Linked DNA regions of Oryctolagus cuniculus: region 1 is linked to region 2. The links are chromatin contacts, called in public Hi-C maps. All regions are on one chromosome and are shown on one strand. The core of a region is the stretch at or near the end of the contact, and the rest is flanking DNA. Distances in the headings are between cores, read along the strand shown.

Evidence for each region. A called contact is a pair of places that touch in the nucleus more often than the background predicts.
Region 1: a Hi-C map of an unstated tissue shows a contact between it and region 2, with 3 times the contacts expected there. The contact joins the enhancer-like site here to the promoter of ALDH8A1 in region 2. A contact is called at or near these places in 3 of 6 Hi-C or Micro-C datasets (psoas muscle, skin fibroblasts and an unstated tissue).

What each region holds. Positions count from the first base shown.
Region 1 is chr5:34,707,608-34,713,322 of mOryCun1.1, reverse strand. No RefSeq gene overlaps it. Among named protein-coding and RNA genes, the nearest start is that of SGK1, 17 kb to the right of the region's middle. Within about 2 kb of position 3,717, at least 1 of the 8 cell types and tissues checked has an H3K27ac peak or open chromatin away from gene starts, as enhancers often do.
Region 2 is chr5:33,965,312-33,970,950 of mOryCun1.1, reverse strand. It overlaps ALDH8A1 (aldehyde dehydrogenase 8 family member A1), which reads right to left and starts at 1,529. Exons shown (of 7, transcript XM_002714833.5): 1 at 1,316-1,529. The coding sequence starts at 1,453.

The DNA.
Region 1 (5,715 bases), core at 2,468-4,967, 740 kb before region 2:
TCGGCAGGTGGCAGTTTCCCTCCCCCCTGAGATATTTTGGATTGCTATGTGTTTTATAGAAGGGAAACATTTATAACTGGAAATGAGATAGCATGTGGCAAGCCCCAGCCCCCACCAATCAGAAACCAGATAGCAAAACCAAGGTTTAACAAAGACTGCACAACTGCAGGAAGCCAACCAGAGATGGGTACAAACTGGTTGGATCCAATGTGGATCCAGGTTAACCTCTACCTGAACTCCTGCCTAACAATACCCCATTGCAATCAATGAGCATGGTCAAAATCACTCTCCCTGGCACCCTGTCAGTTTAAAATTGCCATGGCAACCTTTCAGTGAAACACAGGGGGTGTGTATTCCTGACTCGTAGAAATCATCACCTTTTCCCCAAAATACGATGAACACTGCCCAGATTTTAATCTACCCAATCCCATAAAAGAGGAATTAAAATAACCTTCAGGACAACTCTGTCTTTAGAGAAGCCTACTCTTTGTCACTTTCTTTCTTTCTTTCTTTTTTTTTTTTTTTTTTTTGGACAGGCAGAAATAGAGAGAGACAGAGAGAAAGGTCTTCCTTTTTCCATTGGTTCACCCCCCAAGTGGCCGCTGCGGCCAGCGTGCTGCACTGATCCGAAACTAGGAGCCAGGTGCTTCCTCCTGGTCTCCCATGTGGGTACAGGGCCCAAGCACTTGGGCCATTCTCCACTGCACTCCCGGAGAGTGCAGAGAGCTGGACTGGAAGAGGGGCAACCGGGACAGAACCGGCGCCCCAACCGGGTCTAGAACCCGGGGTACCGGTGCTATAGGCAGAGGATTAGCCTAGTGAGCTGCGGCGCTGGCCATTTTTGCCACTTTCTTTAACAGATGGGGCCGGCACTATGGCATAGTGGGTAAAGCCACTGCCTGCAGTGTGGGCATCCAATATGGGCACCACTTGGAATCCTGGCTGCTCCACTTCCAATCTAGTTCTCTGCTATAGCCTGAAAAAAACAGTAGAAGATGGCTCAAGTGCCTGGGCCCTTGCACCCACATGGGAGACCTGAAAGAAGCTCCTGGCTCCTGGCTTCAGAACTGCCCAGCTCCACCTGTTTCGGCCAATTGGGGAAGACCCAGCAGATGGAAAACCTCTCTCTCTCTCTCTCTCTTCCTCTCTCCCTCTCTTCTTCTCTCCCTCTCTCCGCTTCTATCTCTCTGTAGCTCTGCCTTTCAAATAAGTAAATATTAAAAAAAAAAAATAGGGGGCCGGTGCCATGGCTCACTTGGTTAATCCTCCACCTGTGGCGCCAGCATCCCATGTGGGTACCGGGTTCTAGTCCCGGTTGCTCCTCTTCCAGTCCAGCTCTCTGCTGTGGCCTGAGAGGGCAATGGAGGATGGCCCAACAAGTACTTGGGCCCCTGCACCTGCATGGGAGACCAGGAGGAAGCACCTGGCTTCTGGCTTCAGATTTCCGTAGCTCTGGCCATAGCGGCCACTTGCAGGGGTGAACCAACGGAAGGAAGACCTTTCTGTCTCTCCCTCTCACTGTCAAACTCTTATCTGTCAAATTAAACACACATACACACACACAAAATAGAACACCCCTGGCTTTCCCTTTTCTAGTTTCACTTGATTTCTCTTTTTCCCTAAATCTAACCCACCAAAGCTGTGGTGGCCGCCACAGGAGACTATCCAAGAGATTCCAACGTTTTGATGAGACTTGTTAACAGTGTCCTGCTATAGCCACAGTTGCTGATGATGTCTAAAGAGACAGCCCAGGGAGTTCAGAGTCATGGGCTTGAGTTCCATTTCTCCTATTAATGAGTCACGAGGCATAAGACAGCTGATTAACATTTGCTTCCTCATTCACCTGGCCAATTACATTTATAATACCTACCTTGCCCAAATTCTTAGATTTGTTAATGGGAATTTAAATATAACCACTGTGGCCAGCACCGTGGCTCAATAGGCTAATCCTCCGCCTGCAGCACCGGCACACCAGGTTCTAGTCCCGGTTGGGGTGCCGGATTCTGTCCTGGTTGCTCCTCTTCCAGTCCAGCTCTCTGCTGTGGCCCGGGAGTGCAGTGGAGGATGGCCCAAGTGCTTGGGCCCTGCACCCCATGGGAGACCAGGAGAAACACCTGGCTCCTGGCTTCGGATCAGCGCAGTGTGCCGGCCGCAGCGACCACTTGGGAGGTGAACCAACGGGAAAAGGAAGACCTTTCTCTCTGTCTCTCTCTCACTGTCCACTCTGCCTGACAAAAAAAAAAAAAAATGTGGTCTTTGATCATTTAGGCAAAACACTTATTAATCATTTGTTCTATATCACAAGTTGTATTAGTCCTGACTTTCTGCATTCAACATAAATACTATCTCTATTTTATGTAAAATAAACGTGAGTCTAAAGGAGATAAAATCATTCACTGAAGTCATAAGAAGAATAAGCAGTTGCAGAATTCAAACCTTAGTGTTTCTGTCTCCAAATTCCACCATTTGACATGGTTATGCTCTAAGTGAAGGAAACTTCTTTCTTTTGGGATGATTGTCAGGTTTAAACAAAAGAGCCTGAAGCTTTTACACTGTAATCCTGCTGCTCCCCAAACCCTGAAACCCATGAGAACAAGTGAGGCTGTTGCTGCTTTGCAACAAGTAGAATGTTCTGGTTTCCTGGGCTAAGTGGCCAGCATGGTGTGGTCACTTCATCACTGCATTTTCCCTCTCAGCTGACTAAACTCCACAAAGCCAGGCACCATATTCCTCTTAATTTTAAAACTCTATTTATTTGTGCCACAACCCCGGCTCCCTTCCTCATTGTTCATTATCATGTCCCTAGCACTAACCATGGTATTTAACATGAACAAATACTCAGCAGATTGTCACTGAGGCTGTGGTATGTGTATGAATGGTTGAACTGTAACAAGAAATGTTTCAGATGCGAACTCAGCAAAATCAAAGAGCACTTATAGGAAAAGCAAGAAGAAAACAGAGCTCTCCATCAACACCCCGGTCCCTTCTCTTGCATTGGCTCACAGCTGCTTTATAAGATACACACTGGGGCTGACAGTCTGTCAAGGTGAGCTAGACAAGGGGAAGCACTGCAGGTGGAATATGGATTCTTGGCCCGGAGTTTGGCTTTTCTCACAGACATACCAAAAAGACTCTTCGACAAAACTTCACACAATTTTTATGTAAAAATACTGAAATACAATACTGTAGGTGAGAAAATGACCTGAGCGACAGATGGAGTAAAGAAAACACATGTATGATTGTGTCCACTTGGTGGCACTGTAGACTGAGGCTGATGTCATTGCACACCGCTGGTATCAGCAAACACAAGGTAGAACTACAGTATTTCTTTTCATGTAGAAGTTCCTTCTTTCCTTTGATTCTCCCAAGAATTCTGTGATAAATACAGAGTGTATTACTCTTCTTGAAACACAGACCTTTGACATCACTGAACACAAGAAACTGCCTCTCAGGAGATTTGTAATGAATGTTAATGGAGCTATTCTCTTTAAAAATGGTCCATTCACACGTGAACTATGAGTTCCAAAGTTATTAGCAGGTGCCCTTTGGCTCCTCTCTCCAATTTCAAGAATCTGCCACATAAGAAGGCGATCTCTGTGGAGGGAGACCAAAATAGCTGGTCTATAAATTCTTGGCGATGGCACCTTTGCTCACAGTGGATTAAATACAGTGTAGCCCAGAGAGGCTGGGCAGAGAGGGGAGGCTCACGTGGCAGAAGCAGTGGGTTCCACCTACTCCATAGGTGGCTAGTTGTTTAAACTTTTTTTTTTTTTTAAGATTTATTTGAGGCCAACGCTGTGGTGTAGTGGGTAAGGCTACCACCTGCAATGCCAGCATCCCATATGGGCACCGGTTCAAGTCCAGGCTGTTCCACTTCCGATCCAGCTCTCTGCTATGGCCTGGAAAAGCAATGGAGGATGGCCCAAGTCCTTGAGCCCCTGCACCCATGTGTGAAACCCGGAGGAAGCTCCTGGCTCCTGGCTTAGAATTAGCTCCAGCCATTGCAGCCATCTGGGGAGTGAACCAGCAGATGGTTCTCTCTCTCTCTCCCTCTCTCTCTCTCTCTCTCTGCCTCTCTGCAACTGCCTTTCAAATCTTTTCAATCTTTTAAAAAAAGATTTATTAGTTGTTTTATTTGTTTGTTTGAAAGGCAAAGTGACAGAGGAAGAGAGATCTTCCATCCGCTGGTTCATTCTGCAACAGCCGGGTGGAAACCAGGAGCCAGAAGCTCCATCCAGGTGTCCCACATGAGTGGAAAGGGTGCCAAGTACTTGGGCCATCAACTGCTGTGTCCCACGTGCATTAGCTGGGAGCTGGATCAGCAGCCAGGACTCGAACCAGTGCTCTGATCTCTCTGATATGGGATGTGGGCATCCCAAGTACTGGACTAGCCTGCTGTGCCACAATGCCCACCCCTCGTTTTCAGTCTCAGGAGTATCATATGTGAAAAGGTACTAGCAGTAATTTACTCTGTTTGCCTTGCATGTCTGGTAAGATAAAAGGAGTTAATATGTTGTAGCATAAAGTATTTTGTGAATGAATGTCATTATTATCTTCTCTGATTCCACACTGGTTAAATCCTTTCTAGGTGTAGGCATTTATCCTAGCAGTTAAGACACCTGTGTCCCATATCAGACTGCCTTGTTTGGTTTCTGGTTGCAGCTCCTGATTTCAGCTTCCTACAATGCAGACCCTGAGAGGTAGTAGTAATGGCTACCTCGCCACCCAAGTGGAGACCTGGATTGCATTCCTGGCTCCTGGCTTTGGCCCAGCCCAGAACTAGGCATTGTAGACTTTGGGGGGATGAACCAGCAGATGGGAGCTGTCTCTGTCTGCCCTCAAATAAATAAATAAAAAATTTTATTATGTTATCCTTCATGATCATGACCTGGAAAGGTGTGCAGGCCCAGGGAGCAGAGGGCGCGTGGCTGTTCTCCATGTTTGTAAAGACACAGAGGAGGGGTTCATTGGGAGCCATCGTTCAAGGAATGAATGAAACATGTGGCAGGGCAGAGTAGTTCCAGCCCCAGTTCCCCATGCAAGTGCTAAAAGCACCATTATTTATGAACTTACTTAGTCACAAAATATTTTTCTTAAGTTAAAAAATATTTTTCTGCATCCTTGATACTTGTAACCTCAGATCCTCCAGAGTATAAGCAAGTGCTTTTAGACCCAGTGGAAGGAGGAAAGCAAGGCTCACGGAGCTGGGTTTCAAAACTCAGAGGCTTTCTTCACTTCCCACGTGGCCTCTCTCCATATAGCTTTCCTTGGCTTCCTGTTCATTGTAACTCAGAACACCACAGCCAAGCTGACCCCCTGTCCTCTTATGGGAAAGCAGACAATTCTTCAAATTATTGTAAACAATATGGGATCCATTTTCCTTTGTGACTGAGAGTGGTCTGCTAACGAGGGGATGTAGCAAACGCTCCTAGTTAGTCCACTCAGATCAGACACTGGAGACCGACTGTTACTGCTGCCTTCAAGGGATGGACTTTGTGTCACCCAGTGCTGAATTATTGTCCCTCTTTCCTTTCCAGTGCTCGGTGTTCGGTTGCCTTACTGGTGCTCAGCTGGGAGAAGGGATCTCTATCCCCAGGGCTTGACGTTTTGTTTTGTGTTATGTTGCTTGCTCAGAGATAAGGAACCCACAAGAATGCAAAAGGGGAAGGGGCTTGTTGACTTAAAAGTCATAACTGCATATGAGATTAGCCAAGA
Region 2 (5,639 bases), core at 280-2,779:
TCTAATTTCTAGGTTGCTATAGCTGAAACTCAGGATAAGCCCTGTTGAAGGCTCAGTGAGCTGAATGTGAAGCGCCTCACCAGCGCGGAGTAAGTGGCAGTTCCTGTTAGCACCAGCAGCCATTTCTTCGCAAGTGACTTTTTGGACAGTTGGCCATGTGGTTTGGTGATCAAAACTGGAACTAATTAATGGGACACGATAGGCTCTCAGCGAGTTGGATTGCGGGCAGTGGGCAGCACCTCTGACTGCGTTAGCAGGTGCATCCGAACTCATCCTGTAACCTGCAAAGGCATGATGCTGTGGGTGCAGACAAGATTTCTCTGGAATCTGCCAGATTCATCATTTCTTACCTCACTTTGGAAGACATTCTGGGGTATGGAGAAATGAAATATGCAAAGCTGGATTTTCCACATTTTAGGTCATGTGAAGCAAACAAATATGCAGGTTTACAGTTTAACCAATGAATTAAGCAATGTTTGCAAACTTTAACCCAAAGTCTAAAGGTTTTTTTTTTTAATGCAAGACAGGCCTGAAATATTAACCATCCAGAAAAAAACTATTCTTATGGAAACTTTGCTTATAATATATATTTACATATGATGGCTACAATTACATTTTAAATAATTTTTTTTTGTGCCTTAAAAAGACTAAATTGAACCCAGTAGACATTAGATGACAATACCTACATCAGCTGTGCTGACTGTCCCTGTTATATTTGCATGCTCTGCGCAACAAAGGAGAACTAATCAAAACTATTTCAAGTATTTGACAAAATTCCCCAAATAAAATTAATTCTCCATTACCATTAAGCACTTTGAGTAAGAAAAATATGCTGTTAAATATAAATCCCAAAACCTATGGGAATTTGATTTTGAGTTTTGTCACTCAAATGACTGATTTTATTTTACTAGATATTTTGAAAACATGAGGAATCATTAGAGAACAATCTACAACTAAGCCCTAGGGGTTTTTAGTCTGTTTTCTTTTTAGAGAACTGTGTTACTTCTATCAGGGAATGTCAGGATTGCCCCCGCCCCCCCCCCAAAAAAAAAAAAAAGAAAGAAAACTACATATCCAGACTTGTGTTAGGCTGGTTAGAAAATCAACTTTCTTTCGGGCAGAATAGCCCAACATTTGGTCTACCACCTATACCCGGTTACACGACGAACTTTCGTAGAACCACAATCTTCCTTCTGTTGATGTTTAACAATTCTGGACCTTCCTCCACCTCCCTTTGCCTTCAGAAATTAGTTTCCCCACAATATTCCAGTGTCTTAAATATTAAATTCGGTTGCCTCTGAGGGAATATACTCACCTCTTCTTTGCCACTGTTGGGTACTTTGCAATACACCTCTCCAGTCGATGGGTCATAAGAATCTATGTAAGACTTGCAAGGTACAAATGTTCCGCCTATGAAGTTTTCCAGTACCAAAGGTGCCTCTGTCGCAGCCATCGTAAGGAAAAACTCTGCCTTCCCCTTTCCCCTCAGTCACCCAGCTGCCCCCACTTCTGAGTTCCTCTCCTCTCTTCTGGTCTTTATATCCTTGTTTGTCACTCAGTGGAAGTGGGAGGAGACCTGCCACTCTCAGTTTCCCAGTCTCCAAACTCAGAACCAAGGGAGCCCTCAAATATGCGTCAGGCTTCCAAGACTTTATGGAAAATAAGCAATAAGGTGCTGAACTGACACCCACTTATAGCACACAGCCCCTTAGACTCTTCAAAAGGCTTCTGTGTGCATGATTTTATTGCTCAAATACTGATCAAATACCAGGCCTTGAGGCAAGTCCTTTTCATTAGTTTACTCATTTGCTCCACAAAACAATCTTATATGAAGCAAATATCATTGCTTCCCTCTTTAATTTTTATACTTTAATTGCTATACAACACGTGCACTTACTTGTTGGATAAAGTATTATAATTCAACACATGTATATATCATATAATGATCAAATCAGGGTAATTTGCATTTCTATCTCAAATATTATCATTTCTTTGTGATGAGAATTGTCAAAATCTTTTCCAATTATTTTGAAATGTATAATTAATTACTACAGCTGCCCTATTGTGCTATAGAACATTAGGACTACGTCTCCCCCTAATTGTGTGTGTGTGTGTTTTAAGATTTACTTATTTATTTGAGAGTTACAGTTACAGGCAGAGAGAAGGAGAGTCAGAGAGAGAGGTCTTCCACCCGCCGGTTCACTTCCCAAATGGCCTCAAAAGCCAGAGCTGGGCTGGTGCAAAGCCAGGAGCCAGGAGCTTCTTCAGGGTCTCCCACGAGGCTGCAGGGGCACGAGGACTTGGGCCATCTTCTACTGCTTTCCCAGGTGCATTAGCCAAGAGCTGCATCGAAAGTAGAGCAGCAGGGTCTGGACCAGGTCTTGAATAGGCACCCCTGTAGGATGTGAACAGTGCAGGCACAGGCTTAACTTTCTACACCAAAACACTGGAATCTACTCAACAGTGTCTGAATCTATCTCTTTATGATAAATCCACTTCTTCATTGAGCCTGGCGGGGCCACAGGAGCCGGGAAACCTTTCTTTTCCAAACAGGGTGCTATTGTTTGCTCCTTATGTTCCTACACAACTCGTGTTGAAATGTAACACCCAATGCACTCGTGGTATCAAGAAGCAGGGGATTTAGGAGGTGAACTATGAGGGGCCATGAGGGTCCTGCTGCATGGATGCAGTCCGTGCCCTCATGAAAGGGCCTCAGGGAACCAGGCCTTCTGTGCAGATGCAGCCAGGGGTGCCATCTTCAAAGTGCAGAGCCCTCACCAGCCAGCTGACCTGCCCGCACCCTCCTCTCGGACTTCGCAGCCTCAAGAACCATAATCAATAAATAGTTTATGTAAATGACCTAGTCTAGTTTGGCAGAGCAGCAAAGGGGGTGAGATAGAGCTTTGGATGGGTAGCATTTTCTGCTGTTAATTTTTTTTAAGAGTCCATGGGTGAACAAACTCTTAATCTTGGTACAGACTTTAACCCTTTTCTTTAACCCTGCTACTTCTGTTTTCTGTTTTGGTTGTGAATTTCTGTTCCTCTGTAGGAGATTTGACTTTTCTCCTTGACCCATTTCAGGATGTTAGCCATGGGTATTCTGCAGTTTTCATTGCCGTGTAATTAGATGCGGATTTCTTTTTATCTGCCAAACTTGGAATATATTGTGCTGCTTTTACTTGTACATTCACGTCTTTCATGATTGGTTCTGAAAATTTTTCAGCTACTTACACTTTAAATATTGTTGTATACCTCTTCTCTCTGTTCCCACTCTGTCATACTTTAAATTTTCTACAAGGCTTCTCATTCTAATCAACATGAATTCTCTTCATATCTTTCTCTCTGTGTCCTGTATCCTGGGTAAATTTTATGATCTGTTTCAAATCACTTATTTTTTCTTTTAGGTGTACCTGATCTATTTAATACCAGTTTTATAGTTTCAATTATTGATTTTTCACTTTTAAACATTGCATGGGTTGATTTTAAAGCATGTCTGGGGAGCAAACATTCAGGCTAGTGGTTAAGATGTCTGTGACCCATATCCGGGTACCTGTGTTCAATTACCAGCGCTGGCTCTTGACTCCAGGTTCCTGCCAGCACAGACCCTAGAGGGCAGCAGTGATGGCTCTGGTAGTTAGATCACTGCCACAAAGGTGGAGACCTGGATTAGTTCCAGGCTCCCTGCTCTGGCCCTGGCCCAACACTAGCTGTTGTAGGCCTTTGGGGAATCAATCAGTGGATGGCAGCTCTGTTTGTCTGCTGCTCAATTTTTTTTTTTTTTTAAGAAATCACAACCTTGGGGAAAACATATAAAATAAGTAAGGAAATGAACTATTGTATGAAAATTGCCTGGCATGAGGTAGAATCCAACTAACTGATCATTTTTTTTTCATTCCTCCACACATTTGTGCCTTTTCTTTCAATCGTGTTTCTATTATTGGCATTTTTTTTGGTAAATTTTAGTTTTGCAGCTTGCGTCCCTCTTTTAAAGAGAAAAATACAGATTTTCATTTACTGTAATAATTGCAATCTTTTGTCTTCATTTGATTAACTGTTTTGTACAAAATAGGTCTCTCTTGTCTTTCACTTTTGTCTTTTGCACTGACATGAATACTTTTATTCGTTCTATTTAGTGGCTCTCCTAAACATTCTTAAAACTTGTTTTATGTGTTATCAGAATAATAAACAAAATAATATACTCCTCTCACAGACTATCAGTAATTTAATACATTTCCTTTCCTCATATTTTATGTCATATTTGGAGGTATACTTCAATTCACTTATTTCATTCTTTTGTTTTACATTATACTTTACAACTATACAGTTAATTTACTTTTTTTTGTTGTTGTTAAATTTACTTCTATATATTTGAATAGCTTCACTGAGAGAGAAAAAGCAGTTCTGACAGCAAAGAGCTGGCCTGGGAATCCATGGCTATGTCACAATGTTCTGCTGGTTAACAATTCTCAGCTCTGTCACTAGACAAGATTACTCCATGGTCCTGACAAAATGAAACACTGTACTTACAGCCAGTACAGACCAAAACACTCATTTGCAAACCAGAAAAACAGCTACACACTCCCTCTTGTGGCTAACGTGAGTAACTCCAACTTCTTTCCATTCCTCTCTCACATGAACATGGACGCTAAGCCCACAATACCCCTCTTGCTGACAACACTCACGCCAGAAGAAAGGGTGGCTCACTGGAGCCCTCCTCAGAATTACCTGCTCGGGCTCAGACTGCACAAGCCCCCTTCGCACATCTCCCTGAGAAGCACCGCGTTCCCCAGTGGTGTGCGTGTCTGCTGCGGCATCAGTCATACATTGACGACAGCTGTGTCCTGGAGGTCTTTGCTGACACTAACCAACGATGCTTGCTGCACCACCACCTCCCCAATCCTGAATTGGAATGATCTGAGTATTTTTCCATCCTGCCTCCCCATGCACTCTTTTTTTTTTTTTTTTTTTTTTGACAGGCAGAGTGGACAGTGAGAGAGAGAGACAGAGAGGTTTTCCTTTTGCCGTTGGTTCACCCTCCAATGGCCGCTGCGGCCAGCGCACTGGGGCCGGCGCACCGCGCTGATCCGAAGGCAGGAGCCAGGTGCTTGTCCTGGTCTTCCATGGGATGCAGGGCCCAAGCACCTGGGCCATCCTCCACTGCACTCCCTGGCCACAGCAGAGAGCTGGCCTGGAAGAGGAGCAACCGGGACAGAATCTGACACCCCGACCGGGACTAGAACACGGTGTGCTGGCACCGCAAGGTGGAGGATTAGCCTAGTGAGCCGCGGCACCGGCCACCCATGCACTCTTTCGCCTGCTGGGATTCTTAGCCTCCTCTCTCAGCAGCAGCCTAGCTGCATAAATTCATTTAAAATGTATTGTGTGTTAAAATCCCTGGGAGTTAAGAGTTTTACCCGTAGGTACTCGGAGCTATTTTGCTCCTGTATACCTTTGTCTTTAGGAATTCAGTGCTGCAGTACTGCTGGAGGCTGGCTAATCATTTCTGGTGTTTTTTTTTTTTTAATTTATTTTATTTTTTTTTGAAAGACAGCTATGGAGAGAGGTAGAGCCAGAGAGACAGAGAGGTCTTCCATCCACTGGTTCACTCCCCAAAGGACACAACAGCCAGAGCTGAGCCA